Linked DNA regions of Gasterosteus aculeatus: region 1 is linked to region 2. The links are chromatin contacts, called in public Hi-C maps. All regions are on one chromosome and are shown on one strand. Each heading gives the region's core, a stretch centred on a gene start, on an enhancer-like site or on the middle of the called end of the contact. The rest is flanking DNA. Distances are from core to core; before and after follow the strand shown. Region 1 holds the start of LOC120810003 (mannosyl-oligosaccharide 1,2-alpha-mannosidase IA). Region 2 holds the start of fabp10a (fatty acid binding protein 10a, liver basic).

Region 1 (4,519 bases), core at 164-2,663, 180 kb before region 2:
CACAAACTGTAAACCAAATTAAAGTTTCACTTTGTAGCAGCGCGCCGTCCACGTCTCCTCTTTTGCTTCCTTCAAATCACTTTGGCATCATTTGACACTCAAGTTCACACAAATGAAATCTTTGTTGGCCAGTTTCTTCCCTTTCTGATGCGCCTTTGAGCAACGATGTGAGAAAAGGGAAAGTGCGCCGTCGACACACGCGCTGCGACCTTTGCCACCAGAGCGACTGGCTCCCAAAGGTCAAACATTAAGGGAGGCGTTGGATTCACGCACCTGGAGGACGCTTTGCTTTGTCTAATGAACCGAATGAGCCGCCTGCCTGTCGGAGTTGTTCACGCCGTCTCTCGGCCGTGATGACCAGAGACGGCGGCTCGGGGGGGGGGCCGGGCCGGGGGAGGGGGCTGTTCATTCCGCTCACAGTGACTGGCGCGCTGCTTTTAACCGGCTCGGCCAAACATCCACATTTCCTCTGTTACATCCTGGCATGGATGTGCCCTATTTACTATCACCACTCGTTTTAATTGTTGGCGTTTGCTGCATTCTATCATTTGCTTGCAGAGCCTCCGGGTGGCCAAGTTCATTTCACATCTGAGGAGTTTAATTTCAGACTCTAATTAGCAGCATTGTCGCTGGCTGCAAATCCTCTTTACATATTTGCATTTGAAGGGCTTAAAACTGAAAACCATCCAGAGGAATTAACCGTAAGTAAACAGTGAAATAAGCTCAACTTCCCGGATCAGCAAGAGAGCAAAGTTAACGATATCCGACTAATAAATCTGTAATGTCACGGATGTGAAACACGCTGGATGTCTGATATCTACACTCACGTTTAAAGATATTTTATATTGTATAGTGGGGAAGTCTCGTCGAAGGTCAGATGAGAAGATCTTCAAAATCATTCCGAAGAGAAGCCGCTTCAAAATCCTCATCGCCCCACAGAGGCCCAACAGCTTCTGATTGTGTACATTGATCATGTTTCACACAATCATCTTTGTTCTGTGTCTCCTCTTGTGAATGAATTACATTTGCTAACACAAATTCATCAGCTGACTGACTTCTTGGCTCCTTTAAAAAAAAAAAAAAAAAAAATCAAACAAACACTCACTAACCTCATGCTGTGTGGATTGGACCTGATGTTCGGCTTCTGTTTTGCTGCAGTCAGACTCCCCCAGGTAGAAGCTGTCTGAGTGTTTTGTGCGAATGACTTAACGGGTGAATTGTGCGCCCGCTGCGATTGGGCCTCGCCGGTGCGATGCGCATGAGGCGCCAGCGGGTGGCGTCGTGCAGCCGCGGACCTCCGCTCGCTCCTCAACGAGGCCTCTCCTCGCCTCCCACCCTCTTTAGGAATGGTTAGTGCTCTGTTTGCTTGTGCTGGGGAGGGAGGGAGAGAGGGAGGGAGGGAGGCTTTCTTTTCCATCCGCTTCACGTGTGTGTTTGCTTTTGCGTTCCCTCTCATTTCACATGTCCCATGTCGTGTTTATGCAATGAGAAGCTCTGAACCACGTGCACCCGCCTTCCTCACCGGGCAACGCGTTGCCGTCTTCGGGTCGCACAACCAGAAATGTTGTGACCCCCCCGGTGACCCGGTGGGCCTCGCGTCCCGTTTCTATTAAAGGAACAGACAAACACGAGCTTATTGTTCGAGAGACGAGGAATCACCAAATGGGTCATTCATTCATATGTCTAGTTTATCTAAAGGTTGGTTTTATTAGAAAAGAAGGATTACCTTAATGTCATTAATCATGGAGGGTTAACGGACAACAGGCTTTTCAATCCACGACATAAACTAAAAGTATACTTCCCTAAAAGATCCGACTACTTTACTGCGATCCAGCATCGGGATTTCAGGCGACCCAGAATTCATAGGGGCCGACGGCTGGACGTTCAATACGCTTGGCCCGGTGTGTCTCACCTCATGCAGGGTCAGCTATTACTGATGTTTATGACGCCGCATCGGGCCCCCTGCCCCGCCCCCCCCCCCCCCCCCCCTCTACGTCTCGTCTGATGTATTGGCGTGAGTGGAGCACAGAGATGGACTCTCCCGTTGGCATCTCGCTTGATGAATAAAACATCAGTGCGGCTCGGGACAGAATTGAATTGGTTATGGATCACAGGACTTTTTACAGGCGGTGATCCATTGCAGAAAATGTTTGGGGAGACACTCGCCCCCCCCCCCTGCGTGACTTCTGCGCGCAACGTGGTCGTTCCTGTGACCGTTTGACGAATCCCAAATTAGCCCGTCGTGCGCGGGTCCTCTGATGTCGCTGCCTTCTCCCCCTGAGAGCGTCCAACCTTCTCCACCCCCCCCCCCCCCCCCCACGCACCACGTTTGGACACAGCAGCTGGTTTCCGTGGTGATGGGAGCCGGTTGTGTGTGTGTGTGTGTGTGTCTCTCTTTGTGAGAGCAGAATGCCTGCGCTTTGGTTTCCTCCGTGCCGGGGACGGCGGTGACACTGTGTCGCCTCGCTCATCCATCCCCGGTGATGAACTGCGGGCCCGTCACCGGCTGGCCGAGCTCAACGACCGGACGCGGCCTCTTTCAGAAATACTGACTTTACATGTCTGTTAAAAAAAAAAAAACAGAGAGCAATTGGTATTTAATTTCGTTGGAATGAGCATAAAAGCATGAATAACTCACAGGGGGGAACTTATTCACGGTGACTCATGGCATGTTTTCAGGAGCTGTGCAATCTAATATTGTGTCAAAGTCGTTAATAAATACATTTGACCCGTATTGTCATGGACGACGTTGGCAGCGCGTCAGAAAGACCTCTTGATGTTCTCTAAACAACCTTCTGGCCTTGTATGGGATCGGATTGCACAAGGTGTTCCTGTTGAAGTGGCCGCTGGGTGTGTGTGTGATACGGTGCCTTTACTCCGAGCCACACAGAGGCCGTTTGTCTGACTACAGGCCGTCCTTTTGTCAGCGACGAAGCCCATGAAATGCTTTATAGATGTACTTACTTTCAAAAGAAAAGCTCTGGGGATCTGGGAATAAAACGGCTAATTCAACAGTTCTTCAACGGTTCTTTCTTCTGTAAATTACAGACATCCAGTCTGACACAATCAGGGTTGCTCGGGGAGACGGCTTCGCGGCGGTCCAACGCGGCGCAAACCGCCTGAAAATCAACACGCCGGGCCCGAAAGCACCTGGCCGAGGGTGAGCGTGAGGAATTTCACTAAAGGGGGGTTAAAAAGTGCTTGATGTATGCCTTAGCAGAAAAAAAAATCGTAGTCAACCTTTTGGGCCTGAATTAAGGTAAAAACACCCAGCTTTTATTTTGAAATGAGTAACAGATCAGGAGACCGAGGAAGGAGGAAGTCATGAGCTTAAGGCTCATCAACAGTTCATTAGACATCACCGACGAGGTCAGTCGATGACACTGAATGCACGGACTGTAAGCGTGTCCTGGGGCCGCCTGGTGGGATTGGGGGGGGTCCTGACTCGTAATTAAAGATCAATATTGAATTGGGTCAGACCTTCATTTTCTAATTCCCGCTTTCAGGCGCATTTGTTGAATAGTGCTGCGCAGGCTCTTCAGTAATGGCCAACCTGCCGGCCCATCCGTCTTATTAAATACTGAGAAAACACCGTGTTTACACTTTAGCTTCTGTTTTGCTTGTGCAAACATAATGCGAAACTTGCCTTTCTAAACTTCCTGGGGGGAGGGGGGCGGTGCATGGAGGACTAATTCAAACAAGGACATGCAGCTGCAATGCACTTGAGTTCTCTGGAAACAACTTCTAAGCTCGCGTCCTAGCTGATTTGTCTCCATGGCAACTGATCTAAGTCCACGCGCTGCAGAAGCCAGTGTGAAAAAGGCTGAAAGCCCCTGGAAAAAGTTAGTAGACGCTGAGATAAGATACTTTTATATACTTGGAATTATTGGTCATTGAGGTGTTTGCTCCCAGATCATGAAGAGTTAAATGTAGTTTATCCGAGGCCCGAGGTCTTTTGGTTGAATTCCACTTGATAGAGACCATCAAGTGATAAATAGTCTGTCGTTACTGCAGGTACAAACCTTGAATCCCCTTGTGGGTTTTTTTTGAAGATCACGACCCAACTGGTATGAAAAATGAATGAAACAATTTCCTTCAACGAACAAAGATGGCGGCCAGATCCTCTGAGTGACACGTGTGTGAAAAGCACAGTTACGTAAATCAATTATCACGTAACTAAGGAGCGAGTCAGGGCAGAATATGTGTATATATTCATTTTGGTGGTGATGATGATGATCATCAACCTGCATCAAATAAACGGAATAATATATTTAATGGAGGATCCTCATCAGGTAGATTGAAAACATTTAAATACAAAATAAAAGCACAAAAGCACCGAGTCGGAGCTCTCAGCTGGCGTGCAAAGGGCCGCACTGTGCGTGTGAGAACCCATCGGATTGACCCCCCCCGTCCTTCTCCTGCCTCCGTGGCTGCACTAACTACATGTTACCCCCCCCCCCCCCCCCCTCGTTTAATCCGCTTGCATCTATTGTTCCGCTTCCTTTACGCAAGCGGACGT
Region 2 (5,133 bases), core at 1,259-3,758:
AATACCCGTGATAAATAGAAATGTTAAAGATCCTTGTGCGCACAAACACCTGCACAGAAAAACCAATGAGAAGTAGCTTAAAGTGGGGTTTGTCTGATGAACCATCTGTAGCAGTGTGGCCACAGAAGGAGCTTCACGGACCGGCTTGTAAGCCGGTTCAGAGGTAACCCATAAAATAATTAAGAAAGCGAGCGGGAAGCTGTTCCACTGGACTGTTGGACTTTGTTCTCAACTGTCCTGTCGTGCACGTGTGTTTCTGTGACTCGATCCTGTGATTAGATTTAATACATTGTGAATCATTTTAAAATGACTGTGAAAAGGCTGAGGGGGGAATGTTTTTGCTGGAAGGCCTCAAGCAACACCTGCTGGGGGCTTGAAGGACTGCCTTAAAAACAGAACAAACAGGTTTGATTGACAGGTTTCTTATTCTGGAATAATGATTATATAATAATAACTTTTGTATGATTATAGTCTAAATTGTAACATGTCACTTTAGCTTCAACGTGTATGTTTTTTTTTTTAGAAACCTTTACCATCAATTGCTTTCATCCAACTCAAAAAGATGTGAAAAGAAGAAAAAATCCACTTCTAAATCTAAGCTCGCCGCTTTGTTCCAGGGGACACGCGTGATTATCTCCATGATATGTTTTTGGTGAGCAAATTTTTGGGGAAATTGTCTTTGCTTCCTTCCTTGCAGAGAGAAGAGGATCGATCAGGAAACCAGGACGAAGCCCGGCAGCAATACGGAGAAAGTCTGGATTGAAATCTGCAACCCAACAGAAAATGACAAAGGCAAATACATCTTGAAGATGTTCGATGGGAAAGAGACGCGCGAGCGGCACCTGGACCTGTCTGGACAAGGTGGGTGGAAATGGCCGGTCTAGACTGAGAGAACATTTTCCAGAGCAGACAAGCTAAACGACAATCTCGATCACCATTATTTTCCACAGCGTTTGCCGACGCCCTGCTGGAGCACCAGCGGCTGAAGTAAGTGCTGCGCTACGAGCAGTGGGTGACGTTTTCCAGCGCAGCAAACACTGAGCATGCTCATCAAGCTATTAGTTCGCAAAAACACCTCAGGACAGATTATGGTTGCCATGACGCTGTGCCACGTCATAGTTGGTTTGACTCCTTGTGTTCGTCCCTCAGGCAAGAGGCCATCGCTGAGAAGAGTGAGTCACGCCTCCTGTGTGAATACAGAGATATTTCAGCAGGGCATTATTGTCGCTTTTGTTTTTCGTTTCAGATCGGGCCAGAGTGACAAAGGGCCTTCCTGACGTGGTGGCCATCATGGAAGGGAAGGTAGGACGTCGTCAGGGAAACGGCACCACATTACATCATTTTGTGTGGCAACAGGCCGAACAGTCCCATCGCTCATTTCCTGTTTTCTTCACTGCTCCTCGTCCTCCCTTCAAGTCTTTGTGTCTGACGTGCTTCGTCGACGGCGAACCCGCCCCGGAGGTCACCTGGCTTCGGAACGACAAGGAGATCGCTAAACACACCCAGTTCGACATCACCAAGGAGCCCAGGTGCAGCACCATCACCATCAACAACGTCACCATGGCCGACTCTGGAAAATACAGCATCTCCGTGCGCAACCAGTTTGGCGCTGAAACGGTGGACGTGACCGTCAGCGTTTACAAGCACGGAGAGGAGCCGCCGCCGTGCGCTGTGGAGATGGGGTTTTATGCCTAAAGTTTATCATGTGTTATTATTTAACCACCTATACTGCAAAACGTGTATACGATTTCAATTCTAAACAGTGTAGTGACATCAAAATGTCAGGTTTTCCCACAGGACAGGCATGCAAAAGAGTCCTAAGCGGTCAAATTCAACATTAACCAATTAATATGTAATCAAATTTATACACTCAGAGGATTCATTGCTGTGCACTTACATGTCCTGTGATTATAAGCGAGTGGATGTCAGCACACATTGGCTGAAACATTATCTTGCATTAGCTTCTCTACTTGTTCTCCTGTCACATTATATTTAAGGTTGTCATAACCCGTGATAATAAAAGTGAATTGTTTCAAGGGTTCACTAAGAATCTAAATCCTACTGGTCTGTAGAGCCGTCGGTGAATCGGGTTTGTCATTTGTGTTCTGTGTGAATAAATTCATTTCAAGTGATTATCTTTTATTTTCATCTATTTATTGATCAATTTCCCTCTTACGGTTCTTAATCAGAATACAAGCTTATTTTTTGGTTATGTGTTAAAGAAAATATATGTCTGCAGCTTTCTTTATGTACACTTTTGTACAAGCAGAGATCAAGTCTCGTCAAAAGCAAACAGTCCGTAGTGTCGTTAACCTACAGGGCGTTGCTCAGTTACTCACGTTAGAGGTTAAACGACACAACAAGGAAAGGTTGCACACACGCATTCTATTCGTCATGAAATAAAATACATGGAAATCCATCTTATGGTTTATTAAATGAAATATTTTCTAATTGTAATGCTGCACGTTATCCTCCTCAAACTCCATTCAGTCTGTAAATGAAAAGTGTGCAAATGATTCAATTTTTTTATTCCGAAATGCCTAAAAAAGTTATTACATATTTCTTATCAGTGAGTCTTTTTTATCACACTTGACACAAACGACCATGTACACTAATCTTTGGTGGAAGCCAACGTTTGTCCCGACAGGAGTAAGTGAACTCCAGGTTGTTCAAACAGCGGGGATTTCTCCGGAGGGGGTCAGTTACTCATTGGACGCCTGCTTTCCTGTATAAGAAGGTGCAGCGTGACAGTCGCATCCTCCACAGTGTGTCGAGCTTCACGCAGCTGTCTCAGCCTCCAGCCCGCCTCGTCAAAGTAGAACCCTAGAGAACATGGACTTCAATGGAACATGGCAGGTCTACTCCCAGGAGAACTACGAGGAGTTCCTCAGGGTCATGGGTGAGAAAACAAAACCAGTCACTCTGTTTTTTGTTTCACAGTACAAATACATCCACTATATTTGGAAGCCTTTGATGCAATTGCATCATTCTGAGGTTAAATATAACCAAACCGCTGACGCTTGCACATTTCACTGTGCATGTATTGACGAAAGAAATGTACGCTTTGCTTGCCAGAACTTCCAGAAGACGTCATCAAGATGGCCAAGGGCATCAAGCCCATTACTGAGATCAAGCAGAAGGGTAACGACTTTGTTGTCACCTCCAAGACACCTGGGAAGACTGTGACCAACACCTTTACCGTCGGAAAGGAGGCCGACATCACCACCATGGACGGCAAGAAGCTCAAGGTTTGTACTACCGTGGATTTCTACGTCACAACACTGACTTTTCTGTGCCCTATTTCTTATCCAATTTGATGTCCAAAATGATCTCCTACTGGTTCAGGTGAGCCTGTTTTGGAGGTGTTTATTGTGTGAATTGTGTCCCTCCTCTGACCTGCAGTGCATTGTCAATCTGGAGGGGGGCAAACTGGTCTGCAACACCGGCAAGTTCTCCCACATCCAAGAGCTCAAGGGAGGAGAGATGGTTGAGGTGTGGCATATCGTACACAAACTCACTCATTGTTTAAAACTTAATGTATGGTGATGTCATATGTAATGTAATGCATCATGGGCACACATTTAATGTGCTTCTCTTTGCTCTGTCCTCTTTCAGACCTTGACCATGGGCTCAACAACTCTTATCAGGAAGAGCAAAAAGATGTAAACTTGGCAGAGAATAAACCAATTTTCTATTTTCTATATAATAAAAAAAGTGAAATAATAAGTGTGTAGTGTGTTATTTGCGTGTGACAGACTGCAGTCATAACATGCGTGCTATGGTGACGTAATAAGACGCGTTGGACATGTCAGGTTGGGATCTGTCTGTTTGTGCTCGTGTGTGAGCGCGCATGTGCCATCGTGGCCGTATATTTGTGCGCATGCGCACCGCAGACTCGGGGCCACACCGTCTGCTGCTGTAAAGCGAACGAGTTTGGGCAAAAGAAAATTGCTGTAGTAAACAAATTTACTGGTCTTTTTTTTTTTTAGAGAATTATAGCAACCGGCCGTTAAAATGGCGAGGTACCTGAGGCCGCCTAATACGTCTCTCTTCGTGAGAAACATCGCCGACGACTCCAGGTATGTTGTCAGTTGAGCTAACATGATGCTAAGTTAGTTAGCAACATCAACAAAATGGCTAACTGGTTTCAAACCAGGGGTGGCTAAAACGTGCGCTAGTTGTGTTTCAACCGAATATTGTTCCGTATAACTAATTACCCCCCCGCGTCTGGCTCGCTAACACCTAGCTAGCGGCCGGCAAGCTAACGTTAACACTAAGCTAGGGGGGCGGGTGTGTTGTTGCATTGTTGCAGTTTACGTTAACGTCAACGTCACCCACTGTCCCCCAAAGGCGAACCGGGAATCTAACGTTGGACTGCAGCACCGGTCGGAACGCGTTAACGTTACGTAACGTGAATGGTGACGAGCAGCAGTTTCATTCGTAAACGTCGCCGCAGGGGTGCAGCGCTCCTGTGAGTGACTTCCTGCAGTAGAGAGGCGTTACTGCCGATAGCAGGACACGCTAACAACATGCTAACAACATGCTAATGTTAACGCACGTTGGCATGTGGGAAAACCCAGTCGTTTATTCGGGATTCTACCGGAACGTATTAACCAAGTGTTCTCCCAGTCACATAAAAAAAATTTACAAGACACAAATTTCAAATCACCATTTCGGATTTAGTAACTTTTAAAAAAAAATTGGAAACTGAAATGATACAATGTAAAGTTCAACCAGATCACAACATGTATACTAGTTTACTAGTACTGCATAGTGTACTAAGGACACTAACTCAAAAGTCCATCTAGATCAAACATTAACTATATATTTAATTTAGTTTTGAGATAAAATCATATTGCCCTGTTTTGCACAGTTTTCAGTCACTTTTCCGCAGATTAAAAATTGTACTGGAACTTTTAAGGAATGCGCTTCTATTATTTGGTGCTGCCTCCAAAATAGTTGGGTTGCTAAATGCAAAATACTTAAATGGCTAATGGAGAGATTCAACTAGAACACGTCTAACATGATCGCACTTTCATACGTATTCTGTAACATTATCAGTGACTTGGAGATGTTATGTTTCTGACCCCTGTGACCTCTGTTTTATGGATAATTTATGCAACGCCGAGCTTT

What was found. Hi-C and Micro-C count contacts between places; a contact is called where the count stands out from the background.
Region 1: a Hi-C map of tail fin shows a contact between it and region 2, with 2.7 times the contacts expected there. The contact joins the enhancer-like site here to the promoter of fabp10a in region 2. A contact is called at or near these places in 4 of 6 Hi-C or Micro-C datasets (skeletal muscle, tail fin and whole body).

The regions. Positions count from the first base shown.
Region 1 is chr20:3,324,060-3,328,578 of fGasAcu3.hap1.1, reverse strand. It overlaps slc9a1a (solute carrier family 9 member A1a), which reads left to right. Exons shown (of 12, transcript XM_040164192.2): 12 at 1-39. LOC120810003 (mannosyl-oligosaccharide 1,2-alpha-mannosidase IA) reads left to right here and starts at 4,491. Exons shown (of 12, transcript XM_078094520.1): 1 at 4,491-4,519. Within about 2 kb of position 1,413, at least 2 of the 9 cell types and tissues checked have open chromatin away from gene starts, as enhancers often do.
Region 2 is chr20:3,147,412-3,152,544 of fGasAcu3.hap1.1, reverse strand. It overlaps fabp10a (fatty acid binding protein 10a, liver basic), which reads left to right and starts at 2,508. Exons shown (of 4, transcript XM_040164209.2): 1 at 2,508-2,899; 2 at 3,076-3,248; 3 at 3,403-3,492; 4 at 3,616-3,726. The coding sequence starts at 2,833. The coding sequence ends at 3,666. myom3 (myomesin 3) reads left to right here. Exons shown (of 37, transcript XM_040164190.2): 33 at 698-861; 34 at 951-987; 35 at 1,150-1,172; 36 at 1,247-1,302; 37 at 1,417-2,133. The coding sequence ends at 1,695.